Linked DNA regions of Sus scrofa: region 1 is linked to region 2. Evidence: chromatin contacts called from public Hi-C data. All regions are on one chromosome and are shown on one strand. Each heading gives the region's core, a stretch centred on a gene start, on an enhancer-like site or on the middle of the called end of the contact. The rest is flanking DNA. Distances are from core to core; before and after follow the strand shown.

Region 1 (7,078 bases), core at 2,705-5,204, 120 kb before region 2:
CCTATAAATAAGCAATAAGATTAGGTGTTAGAACTGAATGACTTGCTACTCAACAGGAATTGAAGACTACATGGCTGAAAGTAGCAAAGAATGCCACAGACATAGGTGCTGGTTCAATAGTTAAAACTATAACAGATCATTAAAACTGATCACTGGGATAGTGTGCCAGTGGAGGAGAATGCACTGACTAATGTAAATATCAGGGTTTTGAGAAGTAACACATAAAATAGTAGACATAAAGACAATGAGATTCGATGGCTATTGCTGCATGTCACTGAAACCCCTAGAAAATAATAACGAAAACCTGCAAGGGATGAACAGGCAACTGAAAGATAAGTGTGAAAAACATCAGACCTCTTTGGTAGTTCAAAAAGAATGTCTCATCTTCTTCAGGCAAATGGCAAAGAAAGATAAGGACCAGGCCCAGGATTTAGGAGTTAGATCACAAAAAACTCTGCACCAGGTTTAGGCTGTGGAGTAAGCAGCTCTGATTCAATAGATGCTACATTATTAGAAGTATCAATGTTGGGAAAAGATACCATGTGAAACAAGGAGCTTAGGGCAAGCCCTAGAGTGCAGTCCTCTGATTTTCTGGAGCAGAGCTGTATCATCTGCTATGGAACTATACACCACTGGACCGGGGGGGGGGGGGAATATTCCTGGAATTTTATTGATCTCTGGTGGAGACTAAATACCTGACCATGGGATACTAAGTTACCATGTATCTGGAAATGCATACCATAAGCTGGGCTCTGTCAAACCCAATAAGTCATAAAGACAAGCAGACCCAGAAAAAGCGCATCTTGAGAAGGAAATGATATATCCTGGATCCAGCACTAGCAGGACAAGATTACATAAACAAGCTGTATAAGACACAGCCCAGATTCCAATGTCTCTCACCAATACTGTTCCAGTGCACTTCCTTTAGCTCAGACCTATGACCACACAGGATTTCTCATTACCCTCTGATAGAGAAGGAAAAGACCTAAGCAAACTTTATGGATGAATCGGCTTGTATATACAGCAAGACACAAATGAACAATAATTTCACAACAGTCTCATGTAGAAGTGTCCTTAAAGGCTAGTGCAAGGAAAAACCCTCCCAATGGTTGGAAATTTGGGCAGAGCAACAAGCCATCCTCTTTGTGTGAAGCTGACTCAGGTTAGAATATATACAAATCCACTGGTGGAGAAGAGCCTGCTTGGTTGGGGCCTAAAAGTAGAAAGAGTGGAAGAAAGAGACATGGAGGTCTGGTGTAGAGACATGCGGATGTACACATGGGTGTGAGCACAAAGTGTGAAGATCTTTGGGTCACATGTTAAATCATATCAAAGAGGAGCATCCACTACAGGAGAAGCACTAAACAACCAAAGAGAAAAGAATGACCTAGTCTGTTGCCTTCAACCAGCACTAGTGATAACCACAGAACTACAACAGGCACATGAAGGAAGTGGCCACGGTGAAAGATATGGAGGCTATACATGGGCCCAACAGTGTGAGCTCCCACTGACTGGCTGATTTACCTACTGCTGCCACTGAATACATAACCTGACAACAAGAGCGGCCAAGGTTGAGCCCCAACACAGCACTATTCTTCAAGGAATTCTGCCCAATTCTACTCTATGGGGCCAAGCTTACCAAATGGGCCTCTTACTTCCTAAAAAGTAAGACGATTTAAGAGAAATAGCTACATATTCTAGATATGGGTTCATCTTCCTGCACTTGAAGCTTCAGCTAGCACCATTATCTAAGTGTATACAGAGTATTTGCTCCACCACATGGGACCCACATAATACTGCATCAGACCAGATGACCAAATGACCCATCTTTCTATATCAAAAGAGGTACAAAAGTGGGCCTGGAAAATGGAAAGGTAGGATCCACCGGTGCGATTACATATTATACCACCAAAAAAGATGCTATTGTTGCTGAAAGTCACAACTGATGTGCCAGGTTAGAAGCAATCAACCATGAGGATAAAATTCCATCCTCTGTGAAGCAGTATATATACTGAAATCAAGAACAGTAAATGATAATTTGCACTTACTAAGAAAAATACATGAGCATGGGAACTAGGGCATGCGATGGCCTGCTTATCATCATTCCCCATGACCCACTGACTTTGGAATTCCCATCTCCAAAGCTTGGAGATCTGTAGGGTTAGAGGTCCTGATCTTTAAAGAGAGTATACTTTAACCACAGAACAAAACAATTGTCCCTTTGAACACCATGCTATAGCACCACTAGGGACAAGCAGGCAAGAAGAATCGCCCTCTTAAGGGGAAAAATTGGCCCTGATCATCAGAAAGAGGTAGTGCTGCTATGTTACAGCACACACAATCATCTCTTCATCAAAAGACAAAATTATGATAATAGAAACGCACAGAGTGGGAGAAAATATGATTAACAAAGGAAATGATTCCAAATAAAGAGCACTTATGATTAATAAGAAAAATATAAGCCCATAAAAAAACTTGAAAAATCATTAAAAAGAGGACGGCGGGTACATACAAATGACCATTAAACATAGGAAAATGTGCACAAGCACATTAGTCTTTAGGGAAATACTCTGCAGCTATGAATGGCTCAAATTAGGAAGAATGACAGTAGTAAGTGTTGGTAAGGACCTAGAGAAAAGGATTCTCATATATTCCTGATTAGCATACAGTGATACAACTACTTTGGGAAACTTTTTAGTAATATCCTCTGCAACTGAAAAAAAACACGTTATCGTGTGACCCAGAAATTCTACTTTTAGTTTGCTAGTTAACAGAAATGCACATCTGTGTTTATTAAAAAACTATACAGACATGATCACAGCTAAAAACTGGGAATAACCCAAACATCTATTTAGAGTTGAATGGATCAATAATTTTGCTATATACATACAATGGAAGGCTATCTATGATGACAAATGATAAACTACTGTTACTTACAATAAAATAGATGCTTTCCAGAAATTTAATTTTGAATAAAACCAGGCCCCCCAAAAATCATCATACTGTATGATCCTATAAATATAAACCTCAAAAGTATTAAGTGGAGATTATTCATGGAGAAGAAGAGTGGGTAGTGACTGTGTGAGGGTCAAAGAGGGGTTTCTGGGATACGAACAACTGTTCTGTTTCTTAACATGGGTAGTAGTAATACACATGTGCTCAGTGCAATTTTTTGAGCTTTACACACGATCTGTGTACTTTCTTTAAACTATAGTAAGTTACATGTCCAGCACAATGTCAGATAAAAGGATACCAATATCTATTGGTTAAAATTATAAACTTCATTTGCTATGCACACAGTGCATCAAAAGAATGAGAGTTCTGGGCACAGGAATAGAATATAAAAAGCAATCCATCTTCACAGGTGTGAGGGAGGGCTGAGTGGAGAGAGGCCCTATGTCAGTGCCAAGACCGTCACACCCTTGGCACAGCTGTATGTACCCATGTGTCATGCTCACTTTATAGAAGAACATTTTGCTAATGCTCTAAGGCTATAGACCCAAACACAAAATTCTAAGTTAACATCCTGTACCATTCCTTCTGTTTTAATTTGGCTGCTGAATGGCAATAGTCATTGCCTCCATTAGTTTTAAGTGGAGGGCTTTTCAGTGCTACAGTTATGAGTTTCTCATTTTTTAAATGGGCAAACCTGGCCAACTCCACAACCCTAAATACTTTTACTCATACAAATACCATCCACTGTAAACACGTTCTTCAGAGGGGAAAATCCTGGCTTCTTGATACCTCGATTGGGCCAACACCTCCCACCAGGTTTCTAGTGAAAGATCAGAGTTCTCTAACAACGGCATGAGGAATATTTTCCCATCCAAGGAGGAGTGACTCCTGACAGGAGTTTGCAGATCTGGCAAGACATCGCACAGACCAGGCCAAACCAAACACTGAGTGGAAAACTCCACTCAGACAGCGTTCCCTGGGCCCAGGCTCCGAGACCAGCCCACATGCACAGCTGACTCCAGTTAGCAAGGAAGCAGCAGCCAAACGGTACTGCACATACTGTACAGAGAGTGTGCCTCAGCCAGGTAGGGGGAAGGATGACAGGCCACTGGGACACCATCCCAGGTCTAATCAGAAGAGTACACTCTGAGTTTTCCAAGATCTTGCAATGCCAGGGAGATTTTGAACATGGCTCTGAGCAAATACCTTGAGTTTAAGTGGCTTTTGCGACCCATGTGTCTAAATATTTTCCCTTTTATGCCTAGAGAAGGGAAACCTTGTTTTCACATCTCTACAAAGTGAAAAAAAAAATTTTTTAAGAACACGTTATTTAAATCACTCATCATATTTTGCCACCTCCCTTCAACATTCTTACTCCTCAATTGCAAATTCACTAGTTAGGAAGAATGTTTCTATACCTCTTGCATCCCGACAAGTACACTATTCATACTCCAAGCTACTGAATATTTGTTCACATGATCATTACATCTACTTCGTTTACATATTCTGAAAACTTTAAAAGGTGCTATGGAAGCATCTATGAAATTGCGCCTCTAATAAAAAAAAAAAAACCTTTCATGAAGAAAGACAATAAATAATTGAAAGTTGTTTGTGCATTTACTTTAAGATATGCGACATTTATCCACTTGGTGTAAAACTGGCACGTGTGATGATGCATGTATGTGTCAAAAGCAGAAGCTATTCTCCCCCCAAAAGGTGGAAGATCGCTTTACTCACAGCATATTACAGAAGATTTCACAGAGCGGTTGAAGATGTCAGAAGATGCCTAAATGAGGAAAGAAAGATTTCTTTTTGAAATTCTTTGGATTTCAAAGGATTGCGCAGATATATAAATCAGATTAATTGTATCACATGCACTAATATTTTTATGCTTAACAATAGCTATTAACACCCAATTTCCAAAAAGATAAATATTTCCTGACACATAGATTCTTATAACTAGAACATATTTTTTCCAAATAAATATGTTCACACCCATTTAAAGAAAATCACATCTTATTGTGCAAAGAATAAAGAACGAGCCAAAAATTACTGTGAACAGTTAACTGTAACAAATATCAATTACTTTCTTCTGTGTTTTCCTGTGCTTTTCCGGAACTCCACATCACCCCACTTGGCAACTTACCTTCAGTCATTTCAGTAAAAATTTAAAGGTTCTGACCCTTTTCACCCAAGAAGGGTGAAAGTTTGCACACCAGATTAATTCACTCGTGAAAGACCTAAAATTTCCCCCACTATCCATTTTCCAATGACAAAAGTTTCAAGAGAAAAAATAGATGGGTTATTTTGTTCAATCCAGAAAATGTTTTGCCTAAAATATTTTTTATCTTTTTCTTTTAGGATCACACTTAAATTTCTATAGACATATATAGTTTACAAAGTGCTACCTGCTTTATTTTGTTTAATTCTCACCAGTACAGTGTTCAGATCACTACTTCGTAGATGCAGAAACTGAAGCCAGAACCTGAATCTAAACCCCTGACCCCAACACAGGATTTTTCTTATTGACTGTATTTGCTCTTAATACGTGAAAGAAATAGACGAAGCTGCTTAGGACTCCCTTCTGTTGGGTGAGATGAAAGAAGATACACGACTTAAAAGGAAGAGCGATGCTGATGGAGCCTGAAGAGATATTCAGCAATTTGGAATAGAATTGGGGAAGACATTTTGTGAAAGAGAAAGAAGTGAGATATGGAAGTTATCACTTCAACTTTTAAGGAACTTGCTACAAAATCAGAACCACTTTGGTAGTAGTTCTCTCAGAACCACGCTAAAGCAGAGGTTTTGACTAGCGCTACAAGAAAGAAACAAATTTGGGTTAAAACACCACATTTGCAATGGTAGTAAGGCTGGCTCGAAATTAAAGCTGCTTGTAACACACAGCTCCACAGATTGTGGGAGTGTAAACGTTCCCACGATCCCTTTCTGCCTTTATCTTTTGTCTGCTTCCACATGCACTGTCTCAATGTCTCACTGGGTCAACCAAATTGTGAACTCACATCTTTTACTGATTTCAAAAAAATTAAAACATACTACCTTTTAAAAAAAAATCATACACTGATCATTATGAGCAATGGAGGTTTTATTAAAGACTAAAGAAGATTAGAAGGCTGTGGCATAGCTCAAATTTTAAAATTCATCTTTCAGATATGCTTCTTCCCAAAATTTTCTTGATAAGAATGGGACTTAGGGGTCCTTTCTTGGTCCCTTCTCTAGCCAGTACTTCATCTATCCTCCCAACCCCTCATCTTTCTGGTAACTGCTCTTGCTAATCACTGACCTTTTTCTGTTCATTTTCTTCCCCCCCCCCCACCTCAGGAAAAGCAGTATGTTCTTTCTTGTCTCAAGTGTAACAATGTAGTGATTGTCTTTGCCATTGAGATGTTCCTAAAATCTCACCACCCAACTCCAGGAGGTTACCCAAGTGTTTTTTTTACCCAGATAGCTCTTAACTATAGGAAAGAAAAAACAAATGAGGCAATAGTCACGAATAACCAGGTGACCTTGGCTGGCCATTGATTTTAAAAGAAATGTATATTTAAAACTAATTTAGATAAAGTACGGTTTATCCTATGCATTTCGTATTCAAAACTGTTTTAAAAGCAAACTGCTTATGTGTATCCAGCTCACATAAATTTGAAGGATCAGCCATCAAAATCCTGAGCAGTAATTAAGGACATGGTATATGAAAGTAGGCAGCAGAGTTCAAATTCTGTCTCCTCCATTGCCTTAAGCAAATTATTCAACCTCTCTAGCTTCAATTTCCTCAAGTGCAAAATGGAATGATAGTAATTGCTTCCACCAGATTCAACACATGTAAAGTCCTTAGAACATTCATTGCCTGAAAAATAGTACACACCGAATATTGTTGGATCTTATCAGAATTGTCTTAACTCACTATAGAGGGCAGTGGTGTCTTTTTTTCCTTATATCTCCTCTTAAACATTTGCTATTCTTACTGTATTTGTCAATTACTAATGTGTTGCTTTGAAACAATTCTTATGCATCTATGGTATAGTACAACTTACATGTTTATCTTTTCTTTGTAGGCATTAACTGCATTTTAACCTATTTGTATCTGTGGTAGTACTAAGTAGAATAG
Region 2 (7,330 bases), core at 4,557-7,056:
CATTGAAACAAATCTGACTAGGAACTATGAGTTTGCAGGTTCAATCCCTGGCCTTGCTCAGTGGGTTAAGGATCTGGCGTTGCTGTGAGCTGGTATAGGTTATAGATGCAGCTTGGATCCTACCTGCTGTGGCTGTGTTTGTGGCGTAGGCTATAACTCCAATTCGACCCCTAGCCTGGGAACCTCCATATGACACAGGTGCGGCCCTTTAAAAAGAAAAAAAAAACCTAGAAGCAAATGACAACAAAGATACAAAACCTATGGGATGCAGCAAAAGCAGTTCTAAGAGGAAAGTTTATAGCAATAGAAGCCCACCTCAGGAAATAAGAAAAAGCTCAAATAAACAACCTAACATTACATCTGAAGCAGATAGAGAAGAACAGACAAGACCTAAAGTTAGAGGAAGGAAAGAAATTATAAAGATCAGAGCAGAAATCAATGAAATAGAAATAAAGAAAACCACAGAAAAGATCAATGAAACAAAAAGCTAATTCTTTGAAAAGACCAACAAAATTGATAAACCCTTAGCCAAACTTATCAAGAAAAAAAGAGAGAGGACTCAAATCAATAAAATTAGAAATGAGAAAGGAGAAGTTACAATGGACATCACAGAAATACGAAAGATCACCAGAGGCTAGTACATGCAACTATATGCCAATAAAATGGAAAACCTAGAAGAAATGGACAAATTCTTAGAAAAGTACAATCTTTCAAGACTAACCCAAGATGAAACAGAAAAGATGAACGGACTAATCACAAGAACTGAAATTGAAACTGTGAGTAAAAAACTTCCAACAAACAAAAGTCCAGGACCAGATGGCTCCACAGGCAAATTCTATCAAACATTTAGAGAAGGGTAGGCTACACCTACCCTACTGAAACTATTCCAAAAAAAGTGAGAGGGACTCTCCCAAACACATTCTATGAGGCCACCATCACCCTGATACCAAAACCAGACAAAGATACCACCAAAAAAGAAAACTACAGGCCAATTTCACTGATGAACATCGATGCAAAAATCCTCCACAAAATACTAGCAAACTGCATCCAACAATACATTAAAAGGATTGTACATCATGCTCACGTGGGATTTATCCCAGGGATACAAGGGTTCTTCAATATCCACAAATCCATCAGTGTGATACACCACATTAACAAACTGAAGAATAAAAATCATATGATCTTCTCAAAAGATGCGGAAAAAGCCTTTGACAAAATCCAACACCCGTTTCTGATAAACCCTTCAGAAAGTGGGCATAGTGGGAATGAACCTACCTCAACATAATAAAAGCCATATATGACAAACCCACAGCTAACATCATTCTCAATGGTGAAAACCTAAAGAATTCACACTGAGATCAGGAACAAGACAAGGATGTCCAGTCTCGCCACTACTCTTCAACATAGTTTCGCAAGTCCTAGCCACAGCAATCAGAGAAGTGAAAGAAATAAAAGGAATCCAGATTGGAAAGGAAGAAGTAAAACTCTCAGTATTTGTAGAAGACATGATACTATACCTAAAGAATCCTAAAGACTGTTAAAGCTCATCAATAAATTTGGTGAAGTCACAGAATACAAAATTCTGTTAGTATATAGAAATCAACTACATTTCTATATACTAACAACGAAAGATCAGAAAAAGAAATTAAGGAAGCAATCCCATTTACCATCACATCAAAAAGAATAAAATAACGGAGTTCCCCTCATGGCACAGTGGAAACGAATCCAATTAGGAACTATGAGATTTTGGGTTCAATCCCTGGCCTCGCTCAGTGGGTTAAGGATCTGGCATTGCTGTGAGCTGTGATGTAGGTCACAGACACGGCTCAGATCTGGTGTTGCTGTGGCTCTGGTGTAGGCTGGCGGCTGTAGCGCCTACTGGACCCCTAGCCTGGGTACCTCCATATGCCACATGTGTGGCCCTAAAAAGACAAAAAAAAAAAAGACCCCAAAATAAAATAAAATAAAAAGAATAGAATACTTAGGAATAAACCTACCTAAAGAGAAAAAAGACCTGTATTCTGAAAACTGTAAGACACTGATGAAAGACATCAATGATGATACAAACAGATGGAAAGACATACCATGCTCTTGGATTGGAAGAGTCAACAATGACCATACTACCCAAGGCAATCTAAAGATTCAATGTGATCCCTATCAAATTACCAAAACTTTTTTCACAGAATTAGAACATGGCGTTGGGGGTGGGGGGGTGAGCTATAGTAGCCCAGAGGTACTCTTGGGGAGCTTTGTGGAAGGAGGAAAGCCTGCTAAGCAGACCCCAGGAAGTGACCTCACTTCCCTGGCAATAGAGCCCAAAGGAACTTGGAACCTACTTCTCCAGGAAACAACAGAGGAGGGATGGACTGTGTCCCATCCCCCCAAGGCTGTAGCAGAGACAATATCTGCAAAACCAGCAGAAAATGGATCAGAACTCAGGGCAGACATCTATGGGCCTTTGCCCACAGGAACCCAGAGGTAATACAGGGAGAGGGAGCTCCAGCCCAGCACAGGGCCCTCTCTGATCTCACATGGTAGTCCCGTGTCCCCTCCGTTTGTGTGCAAAGGGTTTTGTGAGAGGTGGGTCTGCCTCAAGCAGAAGCAGGGTAACGCAGGGCTGGATGCCTGCTGGGCAGGGCATGTCCACACGCCAGGACAAAGCTGTCCGGGGAGAAGGGGTGGTGTTGAGAGTCAGGGCTGAGCCTTGTGCGTGAGCTGTACCCCCAGCCCTCCGGGGGGGAAGGGGGCAGTATCTGAGCAGAGAAGGACTCACCTGATCTGGGAGCAGAAGGTCAAGGGGGCAAAAGAAACAGTGAGAAGATAATGGCCCTGCAGGGCTCTGACACCTTAGGGCCGGGCCCTCTGCTGCTCACTGTCATTGCAGAACTGCCCATCTGAGACCCACCACGAGCTGAGTGAGGAAGGCAGAAGGCCTCCAGATGAAACTCCACGTAAGCCGCTACCCAGGGTCCTTTGCCAGGCTCATAGGGAGCTCAGCACATCCGGCTCTGGCACAGAGAACAGAGTCCACCTGTGCCTGAGTCTGCTGGATGGCCTGGCCCCCCCAAGGCCCAGCCTGAAGCTCCAGCAGGAGACCTGGAGCCAGAGGCAAGACACAACCCAGGCAGGGCAAACATGGAGCTGCTCCTGCAGGAGGCCCAGGTCCGCATGAGGACTCAGCACCTGGGCAGGGAGAACCTGCAGCTGCTCTGGCAGCAGCCCCAGACACTGATGTGCGTTTACCTCCGCTGGAGGGAAATGTTGCACCAGCTCCTGCAGGAGACCAAGGGCCAGAGGAGAATTCAGCAGCCCTGCAGGAAGAGCCTGCACTGACTGCTGCAGACGCCCCCATACTAGGTCCTGTGCTGGCTCTTGCAAGAGCCCTGGGCCAGTTTCCAAAACCACCTTCCACAAGGTCACCTCTGCCCCCACAAGCGCCCTTCCCATCAGCTCCCCCAAAACCACATCCACCTGCTCCCCCTCCTGTAATTTACTCCCCTGCCCCCCTCATGATTTGTTTTTGGATGTTTGCTCATTTCCTATTCCTCTTCCATATTATTTACAGTATACTTTATGTTTTAAAAATAAAATTAGAAAGTTGAAAAAAAACAAACATTTTAATGATTTGAGAAAAAGTGTACTGTATAAACAAGATAAAAAATAGAACTGTAGTTACCAGCAATATTTTTAAATGCATAAAGAAAAGACTAAAAGGAAATATGATAAAATGGCAAAAGATGGGGATATCCATGGATGAGAGGGAGCTCCAAACTTCACGGGTGTCAAAGCCTGATTAGAGGGAGGAGGGTGTGCAGGCACACATACAAGGTGACTCAACACAAGGGGTCAGAGGTTAAACAGGGTAAGCAAGGCATCCACCCAGAACAGTGGACCACACATCAGCATCTAAGCAGGCTGGAAGGGCATTACTACAGAAAGGCTACTTGGTGTAAAATGTTGGAACCCAAGAAGAATGAGGAGGGATCCACTTGAAGAGCAGTCCGGGGCGGACTACTGGAGCCTGAGCAAGAAAAGAGAGTGTGTGTAGTGTGAGGTGGGGAAAGGAAGCCCAGCATTGAGTGTCAAAGCATGAGCAGGTAAGGACAGCGTACACACCAGAAACAGCGGCTGGTGGAGGATGTTAGATCCAGCAGGGAAAAGCCGGTGTTTTTGTTGTAGATGTCAGCCCCAGAGCTGGTTGAGGAGCGAATCCACAAAAGGGAGCTACAGTGGCAATGGGATATTAGTTACATACAGGAAGATTAATTAAGAAACATGTTAAGGAGTTCCCGTCGTGGCGCAGTGGTTAACGAATCTGACTAGGAACCATGAGGTTGTAGGTTCGGTCCCTGCCCTTGCTCAGTGGGTTAACGATCCAGCGTTGCCGTGAGCTGTGGTGTAGGTTGCAGACGCGGCTCGGATCCCGCGTTGCTGTGGCTCTGGCCGGCGGCTACAGCTCCGATTCAACCCCTAGCCTGGGAACCTCCATATGCCGCGGGAGTGGCCCAAGAAATAGCAACAACAACAACAACAAGAAGACAAAAGACAAAAAAAAAAAAAAAAAAAAAAAAAAGAAACATGTTAAGATAATGGGAACCAGATTTCTCATTTTCTGAGGAGGGAAATAGAAATACGGAGAGAGAGGAAAAAATAGAACTCTATGGTGTTGGATTAGAATTGAAGATATTAGTGTGAACTCGTGGTTTTCAAAGAGACAAATATAGAAATAAGTACTCGTGTGTGTGTGTGTGTGTGTGTGTGTGTCCGCCCCTAGCTCCACCACTAAGAAGACCTAGGCTCAGTAAAAATCCATAGAATGAGCACACCTACAGCCTACATTACAGCTTCTACATACTATACTCCAGTAAAAGGATCAAAGCTCTTTTGAGAAATGGCCAATTCCAGGACTAGGATATGAAAAGCACAAGATGAGCCTGGGACATCTTGTACCAGAGTAATAAAGAATGTATCTAAATGTATAACTGGGTCACTTTGCCATACAGCAGAAATTAACAGAACACTGTAAATAAACCATAATAAAAAAAAATTTAGGAGTTCCCATTGTGGCACAGCAGAAATGAATCTGACTAACATTCATGAGGATGAGGGTTAGATCCCTAGCCTTGCTTAGTGGGCCGGGGATCTGGCGTTGCCATGAGCTGTGGTGTAGGTCGAAGATGCAGCTCGGATACTGAGTTGCTGCGGCTGTGGTGTAGGCCAGCAGCTGTAGCTCTGATTTGACCCCTAGCCTGGGAACTTCCATATGTCACACCTACAGCCCAAAAAAAAAAAAAAGGAAAAAAAAAATTTTTAAAGAATTAGAGAATTACAATGAAAAAACATTTAAGTAATTTTTGAAGTTAAACTTTGACCCAGAAACTTCACTTCTGATAATCTACTTACAGAAATGAGTCAAAATACATGCCCACCTCCAATAGCACCAGCACGTCTATTCACTGTTCAGCTTTTAGCTCAAGGTTACTTTCTCAGCATTCTGATGACTCTTCTGGTCATAGATAAAGGGAGAGAAACTCTATCTCTGGCTGAGCTTCTGAATACACACCTCTGACTCTAGGGACAAAAGAACCGTAAGCAATAAGAAAAAGCTGTTTCCCTCAAAATATGTTGAGGCCTAAGAAAATCTGCTCTATGAGCCTCCAACAGATCTTAACACAAAAGGAGAGAGGGTCCTCCAAGCCCGTTCCCCGATTCCGCATGAATCATCACACCCTGAGGGCTCTGGGCCATCATCTGTGGAAAAAACTAGACTCTGGAGCACCTCCTCATCTGGAGTGAGGCAAATCATCTGCAAGCCAGTAAGCTCTGGGCAGCAGCCCCAGCAGCTACCACATCACGCCAAGGACAGACTGAAGTAGCCGATAGAGTAGCACGAGGCTGTAAAATACTGCCCAGCACCTGGAAACTCTCCCTAGGGAGTCACAGGAGCACTTCTAAGAACTGTCTGCGGGCTTGAGCACCACCTCTGAGCAGGGAGGCCGGAGCCAGAGAGATCCATGATACATGTGCTCAACAAAAGAATCTGCAAAATGTTCCTAGGAAGATACTCCTTGCTTTTACTCCTCTCTCATATATAAGGAGAAATAACAGTTTTTAGTAGTATATCAGGGTCACATGAGAATCTATCTTCGTGTGAAGATAATGCAAAAATACCTCCTCTCCTTTTAAACAAAAACACTGTTGGAGTTGCTGTTGAGGCTCAGCGGTTAACAAACTCAACTAGTATCCACGACCACGCAGGTTTGATCCCTGGCCTTGCTCAGTGGGTTAAGGATTCGGAGTTGCCATGAGCTGTGGTGTACTTCACAGATGCGGCTTGGATCTGGCATTGTTGTGGCTGTGGCGTAGGCTGAAGGCAACAGCTCCAATTAGACCCCTAGTCTGGGAACCTCCATATGCCGCTGGTGCGTCCCTAAAAACAGACCAAAAAAACCCCACTGTTCATCTGGACAGTAAGTGAGACTTAAATGAAAAGATTTTCTTTTCAAGTAATAAATAAAGTGACATGCCAGTCAAGATTGTCTTAGTTAAAAGCAAAATGAATACATGAATCACCGGTCTGAATAATTCAAGAAGAAAATTCTTTATCTTGTATTTATCTCTACTTCAATTTGACCTGAAGAAGTTGTCTAAGTTATCCACAACCCAAGTATTTTGGTTATGTTTGTTTTTCATAAAGCGCTAACACTTTCACTTTTCATTTCTCCAACATTTCAGAATACAGTTCAAACTGCTTAAAAGGAAAAGAATATTTAAAGCATTGATTATGGGGAATATTTCCATTTCTCTTGCCCACACTACCCTTCCCAGGCCACCTCTTTAACCCCCTGTTTCACCACAGCCTTATTTCACTCCAGCTAATCCCTATCTCTGTCCTCACCTTCAAAGCTACGCTTCTCAAGATCATCGTGCACATTACTGCCTTCATTTCCTCCCCCTCATTCACTCTTCAGCCCACCAGTCTGGCTTCTACTCCCACCAAAACCACCCTCCTTAGGATCATCGATTATCTCCGTTTCCAATGGGCAGCATTTCTCTGGACGATTTTAGAAAGCTAACCACTTTTCCCTCTCCTTGCGTCTATGACTCCACCCTTTTACCTCTCTGGCCACTCCTTTTCTAGCTCGGTTCCATACGTCTCATCTACCAGCCTTTATTTTTTTTTATTTTTTTTTTTTTGTCTTTTTTTTGCTATTTCTTGGGCCGCTCCTGTGGTATATGGAGGTTCCCAGGCTAGGAGTCTAATCGGAGTCGTAGCCACCAGCCTACGCCAGGGCCACAGCAACGCAGGATCTGGCCGCGTCTGCAACCT

Evidence for each region. Hi-C and Micro-C count contacts between places; a contact is called where the count stands out from the background.
Region 1: a contact with region 2 is called in a Hi-C map of skeletal muscle, with 1.8 times the contacts expected there. The contact joins two enhancer-like sites. A contact is called at or near these places in 3 of 47 Hi-C or Micro-C datasets (embryonic fibroblasts, skeletal muscle and subcutaneous adipose tissue) and 1 of 2 datasets of contacts at active chromatin or transcription factors (skeletal muscle).

Annotation. Positions count from the first base shown.
Region 1 is chr11:13,037,172-13,044,249 of Sscrofa11.1, reverse strand. No RefSeq gene overlaps it. Among named protein-coding and RNA genes, the nearest start is that of SUPT20H, 180 kb to the right of the region's middle. Within about 2 kb of position 3,954, at least 15 of the 83 cell types and tissues checked have an H3K27ac peak or open chromatin away from gene starts, as enhancers often do. A contact at or near this core is called in skeletal muscle, where this site is marked.
Region 2 is chr11:12,922,442-12,929,771 of Sscrofa11.1, reverse strand. All of the region lies in intron 7 of LOC106505265, which reads right to left. Among named protein-coding and RNA genes, the nearest start is that of SUPT20H, 61 kb to the right of the region's middle. Within about 2 kb of position 5,806, at least 10 of the 83 cell types and tissues checked have an H3K27ac peak or open chromatin away from gene starts, as enhancers often do. A contact at or near this core is called in skeletal muscle, where this site is marked.